Regions from separate parts of the Mus musculus genome. Here all the other regions are linked to region 7. Evidence: chromatin contacts called from public HiCAR-type and promoter capture Hi-C data. All regions are on one chromosome and are shown on one strand. The core of a region is the stretch at or near the end of the contact, and the rest is flanking DNA. Distances in the headings are between cores, read along the strand shown.

What was found. Promoter capture Hi-C pulls out the DNA fragments that hold promoters and counts their contacts. HiCAR-type assays count read pairs that join an accessible place to other places. Capture Hi-C pulls out chosen DNA fragments and counts their contacts.
Region 1: a promoter capture Hi-C map of pre-B cells shows a contact between it and region 7, with 9 times the contacts expected there. The contact joins the promoter of Rbm6 here to the promoter of Dhx30 in region 7. A contact is called at or near these places in 2 of 39 promoter capture datasets (liver and pre-B cells), 2 of 115 datasets of contacts at active chromatin or transcription factors (astrocytes and embryonic stem cells) and 1 of 9 other capture datasets (pancreatic islet).
Region 2: a contact with region 7 is called in a HiCAR-type map of astrocytes, with 3 times the contacts expected there. The contact joins the promoter of Rbm5 here to the promoter of Dhx30 in region 7.
Region 3: a contact with region 7 is called in a promoter capture Hi-C map of adipose tissue, with 2.7 times the contacts expected there. The contact joins the promoter of Tmem115 here to the promoter of Dhx30 in region 7. A contact is called at or near these places in 2 of 39 promoter capture datasets (erythroid cells and pre-B cells), 1 of 115 datasets of contacts at active chromatin or transcription factors (large pre-B cells) and 1 of 9 other capture datasets (adipose tissue).
Region 4: a contact with region 7 is called in a promoter capture Hi-C map of pre-B cells, with 4 times the contacts expected there. The contact joins the promoter of Hyal3 here to the promoter of Dhx30 in region 7. A contact is called at or near these places in 3 of 39 promoter capture datasets (cranial neural crest, frontonasal cranial neural crest and pre-B cells).
Region 5: a contact with region 7 is called in a promoter capture Hi-C map of adipose tissue, with 2.6 times the contacts expected there. The contact joins the promoter of Gnai2 here to the promoter of Dhx30 in region 7. A contact is called at or near these places in 1 of 115 datasets of contacts at active chromatin or transcription factors (astrocytes) and 2 of 9 other capture datasets (adipose tissue and liver).
Region 6: a contact with region 7 is called in a promoter capture Hi-C map of liver, with 2.4 times the contacts expected there. The contact joins the promoter of Rassf1 here to the promoter of Dhx30 in region 7. A contact is called at or near these places in 3 of 39 promoter capture datasets (embryonic stem cells, erythroid cells and pre-B cells) and 1 of 9 other capture datasets (liver).

What each region holds. Positions count from the first base shown.
Region 1 is chr9:107,871,490-107,874,189 of GRCm38.p6, forward strand. It overlaps Rbm6 (RNA binding motif protein 6), which reads right to left and starts at 1,330. Exons shown (of 21, transcript NM_011251.3): 1 at 1,160-1,330.
Region 2 is chr9:107,769,730-107,772,429 of GRCm38.p6, forward strand. It overlaps Rbm5 (RNA binding motif protein 5), which reads right to left and starts at 1,273. Exons shown (of 25, transcript NM_148930.3): 1 at 1,156-1,273.
Region 3 is chr9:107,532,502-107,535,201 of GRCm38.p6, forward strand. Tmem115 (transmembrane protein 115) reads left to right here and starts at 1,444. Exons shown (of 2, transcript NM_019704.2): 1 at 1,444-2,700. The coding sequence starts at 1,978.
Region 4 is chr9:107,579,935-107,582,634 of GRCm38.p6, forward strand. It overlaps Hyal3 (hyaluronoglucosaminidase 3), which reads left to right and starts at 1,362. Exons shown (of 4, transcript NM_178020.3): 1 at 1,362-1,402. Hyal1 (hyaluronoglucosaminidase 1) reads left to right here. Exons shown (of 4, transcript NM_008317.6): 4 at 1-1,017. Naa80 (N(alpha)-acetyltransferase 80, NatH catalytic subunit) reads left to right here and starts at 735. Exons shown (of 2, transcript NM_019750.4): 1 at 735-1,001.
Region 5 is chr9:107,633,836-107,636,606 of GRCm38.p6, forward strand. Gnai2 (guanine nucleotide binding protein (G protein), alpha inhibiting 2) reads right to left here and starts at 1,508. Exons shown (of 9, transcript NM_008138.5): 1 at 1,265-1,508. The coding sequence starts at 1,382.
Region 6 is chr9:107,550,165-107,552,864 of GRCm38.p6, forward strand. Rassf1 (Ras association (RalGDS/AF-6) domain family member 1) reads left to right here and starts at 1,391. Exons shown (of 6, transcript NM_001243748.1): 1 at 1,391-1,682. The coding sequence starts at 1,433. Zmynd10 (zinc finger, MYND domain containing 10) reads left to right here. Exons shown (of 12, transcript NM_053253.4): 9 at 120-245; 10 at 334-455; 11 at 576-701; 12 at 797-1,157. The coding sequence ends at 872. Gm34106 (predicted gene, 34106) reads right to left here and starts at 673. Exons shown (of 2, transcript NR_168657.1): 1 at 533-673.
Region 7 is chr9:110,116,233-110,118,932 of GRCm38.p6, forward strand. Dhx30 (DEAH (Asp-Glu-Ala-His) box polypeptide 30) reads right to left here and starts at 1,384. Exons shown (of 23, transcript NM_001252682.1): 1 at 1,126-1,384. It also overlaps Gm10615.

The DNA.
Region 1 (2,700 bases), core at 80-2,579, 2.2 Mb before region 7:
TGTACTACTAGTTAAGGAGCTAAATAAAATTCAGACTCAAAGTTTTTAGGGTCTCAATGCAGCTTAGGGCGCTTCAAACCTGACATCCTCCTGCCTCATCCTCCTAAACTTCAGGATTAAACTCCACTAAGCCTGGCAGTAGATTCAACCACTATGTTTCCTCAAGTTAGTATTTTAGTGCTAAGTTACTTTCCACATTGTCATTAGCTGTTGACACTTTCCCCTTTGATTCTCACAAGCTTAGTAATGTTAACTGTGACATATTTAGTCAACAGGAAGTTGAAAACTAACAATCCTAAGGCACAATCCAGAGTTCAGAAAATGACCTGGGTGATCAAGCGGATAAAAAAGAAAAAAAAAAAAACCTACTCCTTAACTTATATCCAATTAGTCTGAAATTAATAAGAATGCCTAGGGTGGGGGTGAGGGGGAGGAGAAAATATACAAACTACCTCAAGTATATGTGCTCTACAAATAAGGCCTTTTGTTTTTAATTAAGAAACGCAACCCCACACTTGAATTCATTAGCTCAACGTCAATTATAAAGTTAAAAGAAAAGCACATTATTAACAACGCCAAAAGGAATCTAAAGCACGAATATGTGGGAACATCACTCTCCTCCTACATTCGCCCAACCGGTACAGAACCCACCAGTCACCCTCGCCCACCTCCCGGTTCTACGGGCCCGTGGGCCAGGTTCTGAACTCTCGCACCTTCCTGGTTGGGTGTCTGGGTGGGCGGCCAAGGTTACTTGCAGGGCACAAGAGTTCCGTATCTAGTGATGTCTCTCAGGACAAGATCACAAACACAAGGGGAAAGAGAAAGAAATCTCTCCTGCAGCACCACAGAGCTGAGCGCCAGAACCGCTGCCACGCGCGGGTCCCTCGCCCCACAGCTGGCCGCTCCGCGCTGGGACCGGTAATTCTACAGCCGCCTCGGGCCCCGCCCCGGGCCCGCGACCGTTCCGGGGCGTTCCTGCCGCGAGCGGCGCCTCCCGCGACACACGACTGTTTTCGCAAGCGAGCGAGGCCGCGGCCGCCCCGTGTCTTCGAAGCCACGGCTGCTAGGCCGCGCGGGCCCGCGATTTCCAGAGCCGCCAGGCCCGCTGACCCCGTCCCAGAAGCTCGGGCACGCCCTCTCTCCTAGCCTGGGCCCTTACCAAAGCAGCGTAGCCGCCGCGGCCCGCTTCTCCTCCTCCTCAGAGGCCGCCACGGACCCAGCGTCCCGGAGACCGGAACTTCCTCCCGGTGGGCTCCGGCTTCCACAAAGGCGTCGCGCCACCGCCTTCAGCGCTGGGCCCGCCGGGAGATGAAGTACGGCCGCAAATCCCGCGGCCTCCTCTCCCGCCGTGCCCTGCGCGCAGCGGCTTTGACGGCTGGTGGAGCTGCTGCCCAATGGAAAGGCACGCTGTTAGCCACTGCCCAATTAGAAGGCACGCTTCTCCGCAGGGCCTGCCGGGAGTTATGGTTTGGCTTCAGTGCTGTCACTGCTTCTCTGGTGTTTTCCTCGCAAGTGTGCAAGGGGTCCGGGTGGCTTAGACAGCCTAGTGACACACCCTGCCAGGTGCTGGGGGACGGTCCTGCCTTGCCCCTTGGGAAAGAGAGAGATTGTCAGTTCGGGTGCAGAAAATGGGAGGAGATCTTTCCGGTCTTATTCCGTTACGGCAAAGGGCTGCTGGCTTTTCGGCTACATAAATAAGACCCCTTCTACCTAAGTCCAGAGAATAAATGCAAAAGTACTGCTTGAGTTGAAGTATTAGGACCCAAAGACTCGTCCTTTTTTACCTTCCGACAGACTTCTGGTCAAACACTCCAGGCGGAAATCATCCGTGTAAAAAGGTTCAGTAGCTCAACCCATTAAAAAAAAATAATAAAACTTGTTTCTACAGGTCCCGCTAGCTCTAGGCAATAAATGTAGACACGCGTGACTCGCCACAAAAACTGCACATCGTAATTCTAACGGAAAGAAAGCAAAGTAACTGTTGATACGCAACCTCTTCCAGAATCTTCCAGCTAATGATCTACCTGACTCCCAAGTTCTCAGGTAGATTGTCTATATTGTGAGGGGTTTGCTTATCCCAGCCACCTGGTGCCTTGTGTGTATGCCCTGGCGATATATGATATTGTAGCCTAATTCGATTCTTCAAGGTCAAAGAAAGACACTTGGAGAAACAGTTCATCAGTTAAAAACACTGGTTGCTCTCCAGAGGTTCAATTCCCAAAAACTACGTGGCGGTTCACAATCCTCTGTTCCTTCAGTTCAAAGAGATCCAATGCTCTTTTCTAGCCTCTGAGGGGACTGTACATATGTGACAAATAAAATATCAATAAATGCTGCTGCCATAAATGCCCACTGGAAAAAGCTGGGCATGGAGACAGGAAGTGATGGTGCAATACTTTAATCCCTCCACTCCAGAGGCAGAAACAGATGTACCTTTGAGTTCAAGGCAAGCCTGTTCTACAGAGTGAGTTCTAGTACAGTCTGGGCTACAAAAAGGAACCCCTGTGTGATGGTTTGCATATGCTCAGCTCAGGGAGTGGCACTATTAGAAGTTGTGACCCTGTTGGAGTAGGTGTGTCACTGTGGGTGTAGGCAATAAGATTCTTATCCTAGCTGCCTGGAAGTCAGTATTCTGCTAGCAGCTTTCAGGTAAAGATGTAGAACTCTCAGCTCCTCCTAAGTCATGTCTTCCTGGATGCC
Region 2 (2,700 bases), core at 23-2,522, 2.3 Mb before region 7:
AAGAGGAAGGAAAAGGAGGCTGTCAACACTAAGTCATAATTGTGTTAAGAAGCAGGAAGATGAAGGTCACTTTAACATATTAAGATCATATATTCAATAAGAAACTCAAGAAGGGTGAAGGCTTTAGACACCTTGGACACTCCCACTACAATTACAAAGCAAAAAGCTCCTGATTTTCATAACCAAAGCAACGCTATTTATTGAGATGGACAATGATTAAAGCATTCATCCAACTGTCTTCGTTAATATAAAATTCAACACTAAAATTGTAACACGATCTCAAATTTTTCTGACAAAAACTTAGAAGCTGGAATGCTGATCTGATTGAAATTTACATATATAACACATCGCCTGATCTCAATTTATTTCAGTAAGACAAGACCAAACCTTGACTCGGCTTAATATCTGTGTATCAATAACACCTATGTCTTGGACCAGCCCTGATCGACAACAGGCCACCGAGTGACCCACAGCCTTTCCCCGGCCGATTGGCCGTAATAAAACATCACACAGCTATGATGCCTGTGATGTCCCAGAAACTATAGTTACTGCCATTTCTAGAATCTGGTCTTTTAAAGCAAGCACTTAACAAACATTCGTTGACTTAAAAAATAAGAGACATCTAGTGGGTCAAGTTCCGGGGTCGAACGGCTACGGCTGTCCCTTGTTTTCGCCCGAGATGCCCGCACCCACCTCCCAGGGAGGTTGCCCATGCCCACCTCCGCGGGGTATCGCAGCCGAGATGGCGGCGCAACTGAATCCGGCATTCAGTCCATCTTTCTTATCTTCCATCCATCCCTCCCCACACCCATTCCCAACCACCTTTCGCACAGCGAGATTCAGTTGGAGACTCAGGGCGATGATGGCTTAAGAGACTGCCAGGCGCTCCACAGCTCCGCACGACAGGGGATTCGGGACAACGTCCCAGCAAGAGACAAACAACTCCAAAGAGGCGGGTCGAGGACCGGGCTAGGGGGCAACCTATGAAAGCCAGCAGAGCCAGAGGCGAGGAGGGGCGCGGCCCTCAAGCGCTTGCTTAGTTTAGTCTCTTCAAAGACTCGGCTGAGCGGTCACCTCTGGCGGCTGACAGGCAGACTTAAGGGACAGCACCAATTGCAAAATCACTGGGGTGTAATGGACGGCAGCCGCACTCACCCCCACAGAGGGAACAAAGCAGGAGCAGTAGCGGCTCTGCGCCCCAGAACCTCCTACAAGGTTCGGCCGCTCCACAAAATGGCGTCTCCACCGACCGTCTTCTCCTACCCACAGTCCCTCGCGCGTCGACCTTCCCCCACCTCCCATCCTACCCGCCTCTCCAGAGGCGTCCAATCAGCGAGGGTGCCGGTCTGCGCGAGGGCTGCCGGGAAGTGTGGTCGCCCAGGCAGCCTGTCACTATACCCTGCGTTAATTTTTTTGCGTATTTCATCTGCTCCATGACAAAGCTGCCATTCAGCTTCTGAGAACCCGGATGTGAACTTTACCAGCGCTTGACACACTGTAAAACGTATAATCCAGTTCGTAGAGAAGGCATACTACGGATTACTTCCCTAGTCGTTTTACAAACATACAGAGCTAATAATTCGGTAAACTGGAAACTGAACTAGCTTGTTTTCAGAAGCCATGCCAGCACTAGAATATGAACTCCAGAACAATAGGGATATTTTGTTGTAAGACCCTGCCACAAGCAAACAAAACAACAATAAAACCAAGCCTGTGAGATAGCCTCATCAGGTAAGGCTTACTGCCAAGCCTAAAACCCTGAGTTCCATCCCTGCAATTCACAGGATGGAAAGAGAACCACGCATGAGAGTAGTCTTCTGATGTGGCAAACATGGATGTGTGTTCAAATACACCAACAATAAGTAAATGCAAAGCAGCCCAAATTCAAACCAAATCATCACCCAACTACACATTAAAAAAAAAAATCCAACAAAACAGACAAAACCCTAGAGGTTCCCCCCCCCCCTCTCTCTGCTTTTTGTGGAGATATTGTCATCCAGTTGCCATAACTTGTCCTCTGCATATGTAGTTATTAGGGAGCAGATTTCCCTCATTTTTTTTTTTAATTTTTCTTCCCTTCCCTCCCTTTTGTTTTCTTTAGAAAGGGTCTCTATAGTTCTGGTTAGCCTGGAATTCACAATGTAGACTGACCAAGATCCATCTCCTTAGTGTGGGACTGTTTCTGACCCTCCAGTTTTCACCTCCTTCTGGGATTACAAGTCTGATAAGAATAACGGTGTGCAGGAATTAGGGTGACTGAAACTGGCTAGAAATGCCTGATAACACAGCTGAAGGAACACATACTCAACATCTTTCTTTTGTATCTATGTATTCTCAGTATACAATTATGTAAATGTTAAGATATGCCCAATTATGGTTGAGTATATATAACACACTTAACCGCAGAAAATATACATTTGTCTGCAGATCATAGAAACCACTTATAGCAGGGTGTGGTGATCCATGCCTATAATCCCAGAGGTAATTGGATCTCTGAGTTCAAGGCCAGCCTGGTCTAAAAAGGTGAGTTCCAGGAAAGCCAGGGTGATATAAAGAACTCACTCACTGGTTGCTGGGATTAAAGGTGAGCCACCATGCTGCCAATTCAATTTTAAACTCAAAAGCTACTCCCCTATCCCTAGACAGATTCCATCCAGGGATGAATGGCATCCTCTCAATTGTGTCTGTCTGTTGAGTAGA
Region 3 (2,700 bases), core at 194-2,693, 2.6 Mb before region 7:
GTTTTGAACACACAGGCAGTTGTACTGAGATCAATAGCTAAAAGGGGATTTTATAATAAAGTCCCTTGTAATATAATTAATCACATTTAAAAATATGCATATATATGTGTGTATATATATATGTGTGTGTATATATATATATATATATATATAACAAAAATCTCAGGGTTGGGGAGATGACTCCATAGTTAATAATGCCTGATGCTCTTACAGAGAACCTGTACCCCAGCACCCACATCTGGTGGCTCAGAAATCCAGCTTCCGACATGCTGTGGCCTCTGTGGTGGCTTGCACACTTAACGGCATATACACACAAAGACACACATACATGTAAATAAAATAACTTTTTTGGGGGTGGGGGAGGGTCGAGACAGGGTTTCTCTGTATAGCCCTGGCTGTCCTAAAACTCACTTTGTAGACCAGGCTGGCCTCGAACTCAGAAATCCACCTGCCTCTTCCTCCCGAGTGCTGGGATTAAAGGTGTGTGCCACCACGCCCGGCTATAAAATAACTTTTAAATACATCTCAAACACCCTGTTGACAGCCACTATAGCATAAAGTTGAGCCTAGACCAACTTGGCACTTATAGAGAGACTTAAATATATTTTTTCTTTAATGTTCATTGGTGTTTTGCCTGCATGTGTGTCTGTGTAAGGGTGTCAGAAACCCTGGAACTGGAGTTACAGTTATGAGCTGCCATGTGGTTGCTGGGAATTGAACCCAGGTCCTCTAGAAGAGCAGTCAGTGCTCTTAACCGCTAATCCATCGCTCCAGCTCAAGGGAGATTTCTCTGTCCAGTGGAATCAAGTGGGAAAAGAGTCGCTGAAGTAGCACAGCCTTGACCCTTATTCCCCCTTAGGTGGAAAGTTCATGTACAATTACAAGTACAATTCGCTGGAACAAGGACAATGTGAACGAACACCCAATACAACAATGGCAAGTCGTTTACACAGTTGCCTTCTTTGATCGTTAAGATAGGAAGAGCCTGCCATCATCATCATTTTTAAGGCTCCTGAAATTGCAGCGGGGAACTTGGTCAATAACACAGTGACTACAAATGACTGAACAAGCCCATCTTAGGCTTCACTTGCCAGACGACAGTTTCTGGTTAGTTCACACACGTTGGTACAACTCATCAGAACCGTTCACATTCTTATGTACCTGCTTACAAAGACACTGCTGTACCTGTACAAATCCTAAATAGAGCCAATCTCCTCCAAAGAATTGAGCAAGTGTGTGTGGCCCAAGGCGGTGCTACCTCTTGAACCCGCCCACTTAACACCTCCCTTTACTGCATCAGGAATACTGATCTCAACTTCCATAACTCCTAAGAACTGGAGGAGTAAGCACTGAAAACTACAACTCCCAAGCTCCCTAGCCCGTACACTCTACGGGACCGGTCGGCGCACAGCTTCTGGGACTTGTGGTTCTATGAAGAAACCGGTCGGCTAGGTCCCAAGGACTCCGTATCCCAGCATGCCGAGAAGCCGGAAGGCAAGCGCTCAGAGGGCGTACTGCCGCGGCCGCCGGCGGGGGCGCGCAGGCGCGGCGCCCCTGTTTGTCGGCCCCGGAGAGGGGAGGAGGTACCGTCAAGCCAAAACCCTAGCCCAGCCGGAGCTAAACGGGCTTGACTTGGGCCGGAACGAGGCACCAGTTCCCCGCAGATCGCAGAGTCTCAGAGTGGATGGAGGAAGCCTAGCCTTGAGATTAACGCTAGCCTGGCCGCTGGGCCGACGGAACCCGCAGGCAGGCGAGCCCAAGCTACCCAGGGCCTAACGACAGGTCCCCGGCAAGAAGACTTTCTCCTCGCTTTGGAACTACAACCGGATCAAACCGGAACCAGAGCCTTCCCACGGAACAGAAGCCAGTGAAGTAGCCGGGCCCGGGCCTCCCGTCGGGGCCGAACTGGGACGAGGCCCCGGGGAGGCCCCTAGGCCACCTTCCACACATTCCCTTAAGCCAACGTCCGCCAGGAAGATGCAACGCGCCCTACCTGGTGCCCGCCAACATCTGGGGGCCATCCTGGCCAGCGCCAGCGTGGTGGTGAAGGCACTGTGCGCCGTGGTACTGTTTCTCTACCTGCTTTCCTTCGCTGTGGACACGGGCTGCCTGGCCGTCACCCCAGGCTACCTTTTCCCACCCAACTTCTGGATCTGGACCCTGGCCACCCACGGGCTCATGGAACAGCACGTGTGGGACGTGGCCATTAGCCTGGCCACAGTGGTTGTGGCCGGGCGATTACTGGAGCCCCTCTGGGGAGCCTTGGAGCTGCTCATCTTCTTCTCGGTGGTGAATGTGTCAGTGGGGCTTCTGGGGGCCCTCGCCTACCTCCTCACCTACATGGCTTCCTTCAACTTGGTTTACCTGTTCACTATTCGTATCCACGGCGCCCTGGGTTTCCTAGGTGGTGTTCTGGTAGCCCTCAAGCAAACTATGGGAGACTGTGTGGTTCTGCGAGTGCCCCAGGTCCGCGTCAGCGTCGTTCCCATGCTGTTGCTGGCGTTGCTGCTACTCCTCCGGTTGGCCACGCTGCTCCAGAGCCCAGCCCTGGCTTCCTACGGCTTTGGGCTGCTATCCAGTTGGGTGTATCTTCGCTTCTATCAGCGCCATAGCCGGGGCCGAGGGGACATGGCTGACCATTTTGCTTTTGCCACCTTCTTCCCGGAGATCCTGCAACCGGTGGTGGGGCTGCTAGCGAAC
Region 4 (2,700 bases), core at 112-2,611, 2.5 Mb before region 7:
GCTCCAGGACAGCCAGGACTACACAGAGAGACACTGTTGGCGCATGCCTTTAATCCCAGCACTTGGGAGGCAGAGGCAGGCCAATTTCTGAGTTTGAGGCCAGCCTCGTCTACAGAGTGAGTTCCAGGACAGCCAGGGCTACACAGAGAAACCCTGTCTCAAAAACAAAAAAAACAAACAAAAAAAACCAAACAAACAAAAAACAAAACAAAACAACCAACCAACCAGGAGAGATGCATTTTGAAATCTAGGCTATCTAGCTCCAAAGATAGAACCTTGCACACCTACTGCATGCTGATGGTACCCTCAGAGGGCTGGGGAAACACAAGCATCACTCTATAGGATCCCTGAATCTGCTCAGAGTACTAGCATCACTCAACCCGGCAAACAAAGCTGTCTTATATTACTTAGCTGTTTAATTAGCTCCTAAAATAGGCAGGTCTCAGAACCCAGAAGGCACTGGAAAGGCTCTATACTTTCATCCAATTGTGTTGTCTGAAGACGACTGCTTTCCATGATCAGGAGGAAGTTCCACCTGATCAGGCCATTTCCACCAACCCACGAGGACTGGAGACCCTACAAGAGCGGAAACAAAGTGAAACTCTCATTTCTTTGAGCCTGGAGCTAGGAGAGGGGCAGGCGGAGCTGAACACAGGCAAGCTGCTAGAAGCCGGCTAGAGCCAAGAGGAGGCGGAGCCAACGAAAGGAAACTACGGGCCTAGTTGCCAGTCACCACCGGAAGGGAAGAAGCCAGGGACAGAATGGGCCTACAGGAGTTCTGTTGTGACGCTCAGAACCAGGGGCGGGGTGTCTAGGTAGGGACGTTCCGGGCGGGCACTGAGAACTTAGGAGGAGGTGCTCTGTCTCCTGCGAAGACTGCAGTGAGTCCTCCGTACTGCTGGGACCAGCGTAGGCAGACCGAGGAGTTGGAGCCAGAGACAGCGAGTTACCCGACCGAGCGCAGGCAGGACGTGGATCATCCCGGAATTCGGCTTTAACATGTCAGTATCACCCTCACTTCTCACATGCTGCCCGTTTATCCACCCTGCGCCTGTGGTCCCCAAAGTTACAGTGTCGCTCAAGTCTTCCCAGTGTTTCCCTTTCCCTTAGAGCTTAGTGCTTGTTAAGCCACACCCACCATAATCGAGCTTTCAAAACCCCCACTCCCAAAAGATCCATGGCCCATGGCCCACAAGGGGTAAGTGCAGACTCTCCCTGAAGACCCGAAGCTTCGCTCCACTTACAGTGGTGGGGTCCGCAATGAAGGGGTTAAACCTGTCTGGGGGGGGAACCCTGGCGCTCTGAGCTAGGGGCGGACCCTAAGGTTCCTCCTTCCTGGCCTTACTTAGAAGGTGTGGGAGCTGGGGAGGGAGTACTGTGTCTGCGGAGCCACCTGAGCCAGGTAAGAGGCTTAAAGCCTGGTGTTTGAGATTTGGGGGGAAGGGGGGAGAGGGCTGTCCTCAGGCTCAGGGAAATTTGGGAAAGGGAGTCAGGAGGCCCGTCCTACAGTAAATGAGTAAAGGAGTGGGACCCACTGTCCATCCACTGCAAGAAATCCCCCAACATAGACCCTCCTGCCAGCAGATCCTAGAATAAGGCAGGTAAACAATGGAGTTTCTAGCTGGAGCATTATGGTCTACACCTTTCATCCCAGCACTAGAGGCAAAGACAGGCAGATCTTTGTTGCCTACAAGTGAGTTCCAGGTCAGCCAGGTCAGTTACACATAGAAACCCTGTCTCAAAAAAACAAACAAACAAAAAAACCAAAAAAAAAAAAAAAAAAAAAACAGTGCAGTGGAGTTTCAGCAGGGAGGCCCAGGTCCCCAAAGTAGTGGCCGTTGGACACCTGTAGATTTAGGAAGGAAGCCATGGTCCTTATCAGGGTGACTATGAAACTCAGACCAGAGGCAAGCAGACTTGCAAAAGCCACATTCTATGTAATGGGCCAAGCTCCACGGCAGTACCATCAGAGCCCCATGTGTAGGGACAGAAGGACCCAAGGCCAAAGTGTCCTGAATTGGACGGATTGGAACGGAGGGCCACAGGTTCCGTGTCCCGAGGAGGGAAAGCAGTAAGGGGTTGGGGGGGTTGAGCCTGTTTGGGGTGGGTGTGAGTGTCCCAGGAGCCACTTTTGTGGCTCAGATAACTGAAAAAGCTCAGGGTTGGAGGAGAGCTGACCTGTCTGTATAGGGGGAGGAGGGGTGTGGGAGGTGGGGGTGACTCCTGGGAGAGGTCTTCTGAAAAACTCAGGTGGGGGCAAGCTAAAAGTATGATGGCTGGTTTGCACTGTCTGCCAAGGCCAGCAAGCTACAGTCATGGGCTACTAGGAGGCTGAGGCACTTAAGTCACTATTTTGAGGCAAACACAGGCTATACATACCCTGGAGAAGTGGGGGGGACGGGGAGAGGGAACCCAAGCAAAACAAAAAATGGTGAGCAAGTGGGCTAGGGTGGCAAGCCTGACATAGTGAGGTGTGACAAATGATAGGAGATTTGTAGCCAGAGCCCAGCCTTCAGCATTTCTTAGTACTGCCAGCTTCCCTCCAGTGTTGGGTCAGGACACTCAGCTAGTCTCCATGAGTTCTCCTCACAGGGGTTGGGATGGGTCTCCTCTAGACTGCAGGTGCTTTCAAGTGCATGTGGGACAAGGTGAAGCATACCATCCCCCAATCCCAGGATGCACACCCCTCCCCCTCCTCTC
Region 5 (2,771 bases), core at 258-2,757, 2.5 Mb before region 7:
GTGGGTCTGGACACAAGCATCAGGCCCACTGCCTCTGCCAAAGCCTAGCTGGGATGCTTGAGCGCACACGGGGCTACAGGCAGCAGACTCCTTACCAGCCCCTCATTCAGCTTGCCCACCACCCCCACATCACAGTATTCCTCTGGGGAACCAACAGGTCTACTCAGTATCCTAGGCCATATCCCTGGCGTTCCAGCCCCGAGTGTGAGAAGCCCAGCAGCCGTCAGCAGATCTCTCCAGGCCGGCACACAGGGGCAGCAATATGTCGGTTGGTTCACTACTTCCACTTCCCCCCCATCCCAGCAGCCACCATCTTCCTTGGCCTTGGAAGTGACAACAACCCTAACTCCTCCATGTTCCCTCCTATTGCCCAGACTCCCCTGGCCCTGGCCCAGACAAGCCTTGGATCCCAGGGAATGGAACTTCCCGCAAATGCTAGAGGCCTGGCCCCTGTTTCCCAGTGTGACTCTCAGAGTCAGACCAACCTCTTGCAAAGGGTCTGCCCAGCTCAGCCTAGGCCCACCCCAGCCCCTGGTGCCCCTCCTCCTATCAACAAGGCCCACCTGGGGCAGGAGGGCGCAGAAGCAAGGGAACGGCAGAGTGTGAGAAAAGCCTTAAAAGAGGGGCAGATGATTTGGGGGTTGATACCTGCAGAGAGAGGGAGGGAGAGAGACAGAGAGAGAGAGAGAGACACACACACACAGAGAGAAAGAGAGATCTGGTGACCTGGAACAGAGGCCCTGCGGGGAATCCTGCTACAGAGAACTTGAGAGTAGTCAGTTTCCCTCTTAAAGAGGTTCTTGAAGGGTCAGAGTGCAAAGAGGGAGAATACAGATCCCAGAGTAAGGAAAAGAGGGAGTGGGTCGAGGCTTGACCAGGGTCCCAAGGAATGCTCGTGCCAAGAGAAATAGAACAGGTGGGGCTTGAAGGTGGGAGCCGGCAGGGTGCTGAGGGTTTAAGAAAAGCCTGAGAAAGTGCGGAAATACACGGCAGGGTCTGAGTTCTCTTGAGACTGGATAACAAGGGGGGGGGGAGATAGTCATACAAGGTTTGGTGTGTGGGATCTGGGATGAGTTGAGGGTCTGAATGAAGTCTGGACTAGGATTATAAATCTAGACCAATCCAGAGTTTCGGATCTTAAAAGGGTGGCTCCTACTGGTTTCAAGCGCAGGTGTAGGGTGCAAGGCCAGGCTGAGCAGTTTCAGGTCCTTGTCTGGGGATTAGCGTAGAGAGTCAAGGGTCCCAGAACGGGGCGCTGCCTCACCTAACAGAAGCAACTTCACCTCCCGCGCCGCCTTCTCGCCGTCCTCCCGCAGGTTCTTGTCGATCATTTTAGAGCGCTCGGCTGCCGCCTTGTCCTCGGCGCTCACGGTGCAGCCCATCCTGCCGTCCGCCGGCCCGGCCTGGCCCCCACACGGCCCACGGCCCGGCTCGGCCCCGCCCGACCCACTCCGCTCCCACCGCCGGCCCTCTGCGGGAAGCTCTCAGGTCCGCAGTTCCGAGCGACTGCGGGAGGCGCCTTCCCGGCCGCCGCGCACCGACGGCGGGGCGGGCCAGGGGTGGGGCCCGGGCGAACCAAGCCCGCGACTGGGCCGGGGCGGGTCTGGAGGAGGGGCCGAAGGAAATTTAGGGATGGTGATTGGTTGGAGGGCGGAGCCAAGGGAGAAGTTAGGCTCAGTCCAGCCTTAGGCGCAAGCTGAGAGCGGGGCCGCAACGAGGGAAGACACCAAGGGTAGAGCTAACACAGGCTTAGGCCTCTGGGCGGGCTGCAGGAGGAGCTAGTCTCCGATTGGATGCTGAGAGCCTGAGGCTCTGTTTCTGGACTGTAGGACTAGTTGATCTAGTAGCCCAAGGGTCAGGACTACCTGCCCTCGCCACAGGCCAAATAGAAACCAGGACTCTGAGCATTTGTGAATTATGAGAGTAAGATGGAGGAGGTGTGTCTTCTTCACTTGCTAAAACTGAGCCTATAAACTTATTTGGAGATCTACTAAACTCTGCGGAGGGTCACATGATCTCTTTCTGGACCTCGATTTTCTTTAAAGCAGCGCCCCCTCCTCTTCTGTGTAGGTTGCACCACATTAAAAACAAAAAGAGTTCACTGCCGCCTTTACACCTTTGAGTGGACTATCTTCTGTCATCTAAACGTCGTCCTTTTGCCTGATAGGTTGGGAACCTTTCTCCTGCAGGCAGCAATCCGGGGCTTCAACCAGAGACCAATGAGACTGGACTCTAGGAGAGATAGACAAGAGAGAGTTGTCATTGGACTTAAGGAAACAAACGTTGCCATGATCCTATAATCTGTTCCTTCCATCCTCTGTCAGCTTCTAGAGGCTTCTTCAGTTCCATGTCTCTTCTGGGTAGTGGCTGTGATCCTGTGGCTGTGCAAAGGTGGAAGTGGAGCTATTTCCAATCTTTGTGATCTGCTTTTTAAGAGGGGCCTATGACCCACCAACTTTGATTGGACGATTGAAGTGTGCAAGGTGTTCTGAGTGGCCCCAGACTAAAGCCAGAGAAGGACACTGCCATTAAGAGTTGGTCACAGGGCTGGAGAGATGACTCAGCGGTTAAGAGTGCCGACTGCTCTTCTGGAGATCCTGAGTTCAAATCCCAGTACCCACATGGTGGCTCACAACCATCCTTAATGAGATCTGACACCTTCTTCTGGTGTGTCTGAAGACAGCTACAGTGTACTTACATGTAATAATAAATAAATGGGGGGCGGGAGGGATGGCTCAGCGGTTAAGAGCATTGACTGCTCTTCCGCAGGT
Region 6 (2,700 bases), core at 141-2,640, 2.6 Mb before region 7:
GGAGCTGGTAAGATGCAAACCCTCCAAGGACGCTCAGCCCAATTTCAGGACTTCCTGTCTCTTGGCCCTCTGGCTAGGAACAGTTAGTTTCTCAATGGCCTTCCCTGGATCTCTTGCAGCTTCAGGCCTTCCTCACTGACACACTACTCGACCAGTTGCCCAATCTTGCCGATCTGAAGGGTTTCCTGGCCCACCTGTCCCTGGCTGAAACCCAGCCCCCTAAGAAGGACCTAGTGTTAGAACAGGTAAGGCCCTAGAACATGCTTGGGAGTGCTTGGGACGGTGGTCCACTTTTCCGGCTCCTTCCTCCCTGTCTCCATTACACTTTTTTAGATCCCAGAAATCTGGGATCGCCTGGAGAGAGAGAACAAAGGGAAATGGCAGGCTATCGCCAAGCACCAGCTTCAGCACGTATTCAGCCTCTCGGAGAAGGATCTTCGTCAACAAGCACAGAGGTAAAGTCCACTGAGTGGCTGAAGTCACGTGCATAGGACCAAGGAGGGAAGGTCACCTAGTGCTTCTGTGCACCTACCTGCCCGGTCCGTCCATTCAGCTCTTCTCGACTCCTCCCCCAGGTGGGCTGAAACCTACAGGCTGGATGTCCTAGAGGCAGTAGCTCCGGAGAGGCCCCGCTGCGGCTACTGCAACGCAGAGGCCTCCAAGCGCTGCTCCAGATGCCAGAATGTGTGGTATTGCTGCAGGTGAGGCGATCCTGGGACCTTAGTTGCCCCCCTAAGCTCCAACCCTGGGTTCTCCTACAAGCCCTGTCATTGTCATGCAACCCACCCCGCTGCAGGGAGTGTCAAGTCAAGCACTGGGAGAAGCACGGAAAGACATGTGTTCTAGCAGCCCAAGGTGACAGAGCCAAGTGAAGGCCGTAGCTGCCGAGGGCCGACAGAAGAGCGCACCCAGACTGTGACTGAGCTTCAGGGACTCGTGGCTCGCCCCTGTCAGACCTCAATTTCCCTGGTGAGCACAGCTGAGTCAAGTAGAGCTGCAAACCACCACACTCTTCACTTCCTGCCCCACCCAGCGAATACGCAGAGGACCAGGCCACAGCATCAGCAAACTGGCAGACAGGGTTGGGGGGTGTAAGCAAGGGCCGGATGTGGAGACCCTCTTCCTTTCGCACAATAAAGCAGACTCATGAAACGCAACAGTGTGGCGCTGTACAGTCATCCTTGGGGTCGGGGGAGAAGACTGGACGGAAAGATTGGGAAGGGGCTCTTTGAAAGGGCCCACCCCTGTGCCGTGCCCCGCCCACAAGTCCACACGGTCGGCTCGCCTAGGGTTCCAGCGCGTCCTCCTCGGCTCTTTCCCGCCGCCCTGCCTGGATCCTGGGGGCGGTGCCGAAGTCGCGGCCCGCCCTGCGGCCTCGCCCGCTCGGTACTCACTAGCTGCTAGTCCGCTACAGCACCGGCCTGACCGGGCCATGTCGGCGGAGCCAGAACTCATTGAACTACGCGAGCTGGCACCGTCCGGGCGCATCGGTCCAGGCCGTACCCGGCTGGAGCGTGCCAACGCTCTGCGCATCGCCCCGGGTACAACACGCAATCCGTCACAGCAGCACGTCCCGGGTCGTGGCCACCGTTTCCAGCCTGCAGGGCCCACCACGCACACGTGGTGCGACCTCTGTGGAGACTTCATCTGGGGCGTCGTGCGCAAGGGCCTACAGTGCGCGCGTGAGTAAGCGGCCCCACACAGCCAGCGACTACGGAAAGGGAGGCAGCACCATAGTTGCGGGTCAAGCGGCAGTGGAGGGCTGGTCAGTTGTGATGATCCTGCAGACCAGATCTCCTGGCCTTGCTCCATCAGGGAGAGTGCTTGAGAAAATGGTTTATCACTTGTCACGCTCTGTCCGTGCACAGTTGGGCAGAGTTAGTTGTCTGTGAATAAGAAGGTGCTTCAAGTTTGTCTTTAAAGTGCTTGTGCCCTTTCTTGAAAAGCCTTTGTGCCTGCTGAGCTCTGAGCCTACATTCCGAGGCCCGCCTCTTCCCAACGATTGGCTCACTGTGTTCCCCCTCTAGATTCCTGGGTGACGTCTCCCACATTAATAGGGGGCCAGAAAAAGTTAGAACCTTAGTTAGGCTCCTTGTTAGTAGGAATTCTATTGAAACTTCAGTCAAGGTTGTTTTGAGTCAAGGATGCAGAGGCTAAAACATGGAGTCCAGCCACACACACAATGAGTGGTCCTTCTGACCTAGGAATTACCAGCAAACAGAACCACGCAGGACAATATATACCTTCCAGTCTCCTCGCGCCTACTTCTCCTCTCAGACTTGTTGACTCCGTTGTTGAAAGTGGACCTTAGGCATCCTGGTTTTTCTGTTTTGGTTTGGTTTTTTGGTTGTTTTGTTGTGTTTTAAGACAGGGTTTCACTCTGCAGCCCTGGCTTGCCTAGAACTCTCTATGCAGACCAGGCTGTGACAAGCAACCCACCTGCCCCTGCCTCCCAAGTTCTGATGTATAGTTTTGAGTTGAGAATCGGTGCTTTGGGCCATATAGGAACTTAAAAATGGCACTGTAGGCCTGTGTGTGCCTCCAGATCATCTCATTCACTATACAAGTATGTCACAAACTCAGCTAGTGTAGCAGTTTGTGACAGAATGCCACATGAGAGCAAGAGCTGCGGCATCTCAGCATTCACAAGGAGAAAGAAAGCTGCTCTGGGGTTCTTGTCTAGGAAGCAAGACAGTTTGG
Region 7 (2,700 bases), core at 134-2,633:
AAATTAAAATATTGAAAAGTTTGATCTTTGGGTGTCAGGTGGGGTACACCTACATAGAAACTTTGTCAAAGAATATATAAATGTAGAAGTAAAAAGCATTATCATAAATCTAAATAATAATATATAATAAAATCAGGAAAGAGTTCTCCTGCCTGGAAATGTCAGACTCTGAGATTTAAGTATAAATTATAAGATGTAGTCAAGAGGTGCATGGCACATGGCGCTGGGGTCACTGCATTCCAAGAAACCGTTGCAAGGAAAATCATTAGAAAAGGTGTAATTTTACTCTGGCCAGTAGGTTGCATCCAAAAACAAGTTGAGACCTTGCAGCTGGACGGCAGCAGTTTATTTGCTACCATGCATGGCGAACACCCATGAACTGGGGGTTGTAAGGTGAACAGTCTCTGCATTGGAAAGCCGCAATTAAAAGACCAATATTGCTTACACAAGGACTATCTAGAAAGCACATAGACGCTGTACTCTTGGCTTGAGGATTCTGAAGACCCCTGGGAACTCCACTTCACTGCAAACAAAGGACCCACCATGCATTAGGTCTTCCCCTGCAAAATGGGACAAGTCACTACCAGCAAACAAAGAACACCTCACCCCTTAGCCTCCCCCACTGACAAGGTCGGTGCAAAAGGAGGCAAACCAGAAGAGTCAAAAATGCACCAAGGCCTCCCTTTAGAGGAACGGTCCTGACCCGCACAGTGGGAGGAGGGGCAGACAAAGGTCTCGGGCACTCCGGAGACTTCCTCCGGGCCCAGCCTGGGGAAAACCGAGCATCCCCTGAGGCGAAGGCGTCGTCGAGCCAATGAAGCCGCCTCTCTCGGCCTCCGCTGAGCCCCTGGCAGTGAGGCCCGCCCCGGCGGACCGGTCTGGCCCCCGCCCCGCCCCGGCTCCATGGCAACGGCAGGCCGAGGCCTGGCTGCCCACGGCTCGGCCCGGCCGGCTTCCCGGGCAGGCCTAGGATGCCCGGCCTGCTCCTCGGGCTCGCCAGCTCCTCCTTCCCACTCTCTGCCAGGCCGCTAGCCGGACTCGGGACCCCTCCTCGCGCCGACCACCCCCGACCGTGTCAGGCTGCTTCAAGGGGCGCGAAAGGGTAGAATAAAAAGCCCAATTCACCTGTTGTTACAGATGTGAAACAAGCCTCGGTGCACGGCGCATGAGCCGCGGGCCCCCCCAACTACGGCCGGACTACAACTCCCACCAGCGACGGCGCGGTCTCTTCCGGGTCCCGAGGCGGAAGTCCCACCTGCGGCCCCGGCTCTGTTCGGCCTGGCTCTCTGTGCGGGCTGCCGCTGCCTTGGGGCTCGCGATGGGTTCGGCTGCCTAGGTTGTCTCTAGTGTTCCTCAGCCCACAGCGCGAGACAGTCAGTCTGCGCCTGCACCCGGGCACTGGCTGGAGGGAGCGCGGCTGTAGCCCCAGACACAGGCGGGACTTCCGGCGGAGCGGCCGGGGACGCGCGTGGCCTGTGCCGTGGGAGCCGGCGAGAGCCGGCGGGAGCTGGGGACGGGTGACCATCTCAGGCTCATCTCTCCATCCCCAGCCGCAGCTCTGTGTCCGTCGCGCCTTTTCTCTCCTGCGTCTCCCCTTGGTCTTCTGCACTTTTAGGGAGGTGAGCGATTTTGCCTCACAGAGACATAAACCAGGCAAAGGACAGGGTAGCGCTTGCTGCTGGCTTCGGGGGGTTGTGGTGAGGGACGACTGCGAGTCTAGGCCACATCGACACTCAGGAGCGAGGGGAGGGGGTTTGCCTGTTTGTCCTCTGAACAGAGTGAAGCATGGGTTCAATGAAATCCGCCGTCGATAAAGGAAACTCAGTGGCGTTGGGCAGTAGTTCACAGCTGGGAAGACAATATTTGAGGATGTGCCCTTTCGTGATATTTGGAGAACTAATACAATAGCTCGTAATTTAAAACAGACGAAGAAAATTCTATGTGCATGTGTGTGGTACCAAGTGACATGGCATCAGATCCTTGGAAGCTGGAGTTACAGGCTGTTGTCGGCCAGCTGTTATCTTAGGTTTTTTATTGCTGAGGTAAAAATACCACTTCTCACCTTATAGGTGACAACCTGCCACTGAGTAATGTCATATCAGGAATGGAAACAAAAGACATGGAGGAACCCTTGCTTACTGCCTCATGGCTGATACAACAGCCCCAGAATTTACTATCTCCCCAGGGGAGGCACCCTCCCAAAACCTCCACCCTGCCTAAAAGCCAGATTGGTGGGGGCAGTTTCTCAATTGTGGTTCTCTCTACCCAAATGACTATAGCTTGTGTCAAATCAACCAAAACACACACAACAACAAAACTACTAATCAGGCAAGTGTTCATAACCACTGAACCATATCTCCAGTCCGTTTTCCTATGCTATTTTTTGTGCAGCCATTTAAATGTATTGTTAGCTGTGTGCCACAGCACAGGTGACTTCAGCTGGTCCGAAGCTGGAGCAAGACAACTGGGAATTAGAAGCCAACCAGGATTGCATAGCAAGAAATGCTTCTAAACCTAGCATTCTGGAGACAGAGACATGCAGATCTCTGATCTGAAGAGTTCCAGGCCAGTCAGCGCAACATAGACCCTGTTTCAAATGAAGACGGAAAGAAAAGGAAGGAAGGAAAGTATACTAGTTGCTATTTTCCTGCTAGATTGCACAGAAGGCTAGGAGAAATGAAGGAGGTGAAACAAAGAATT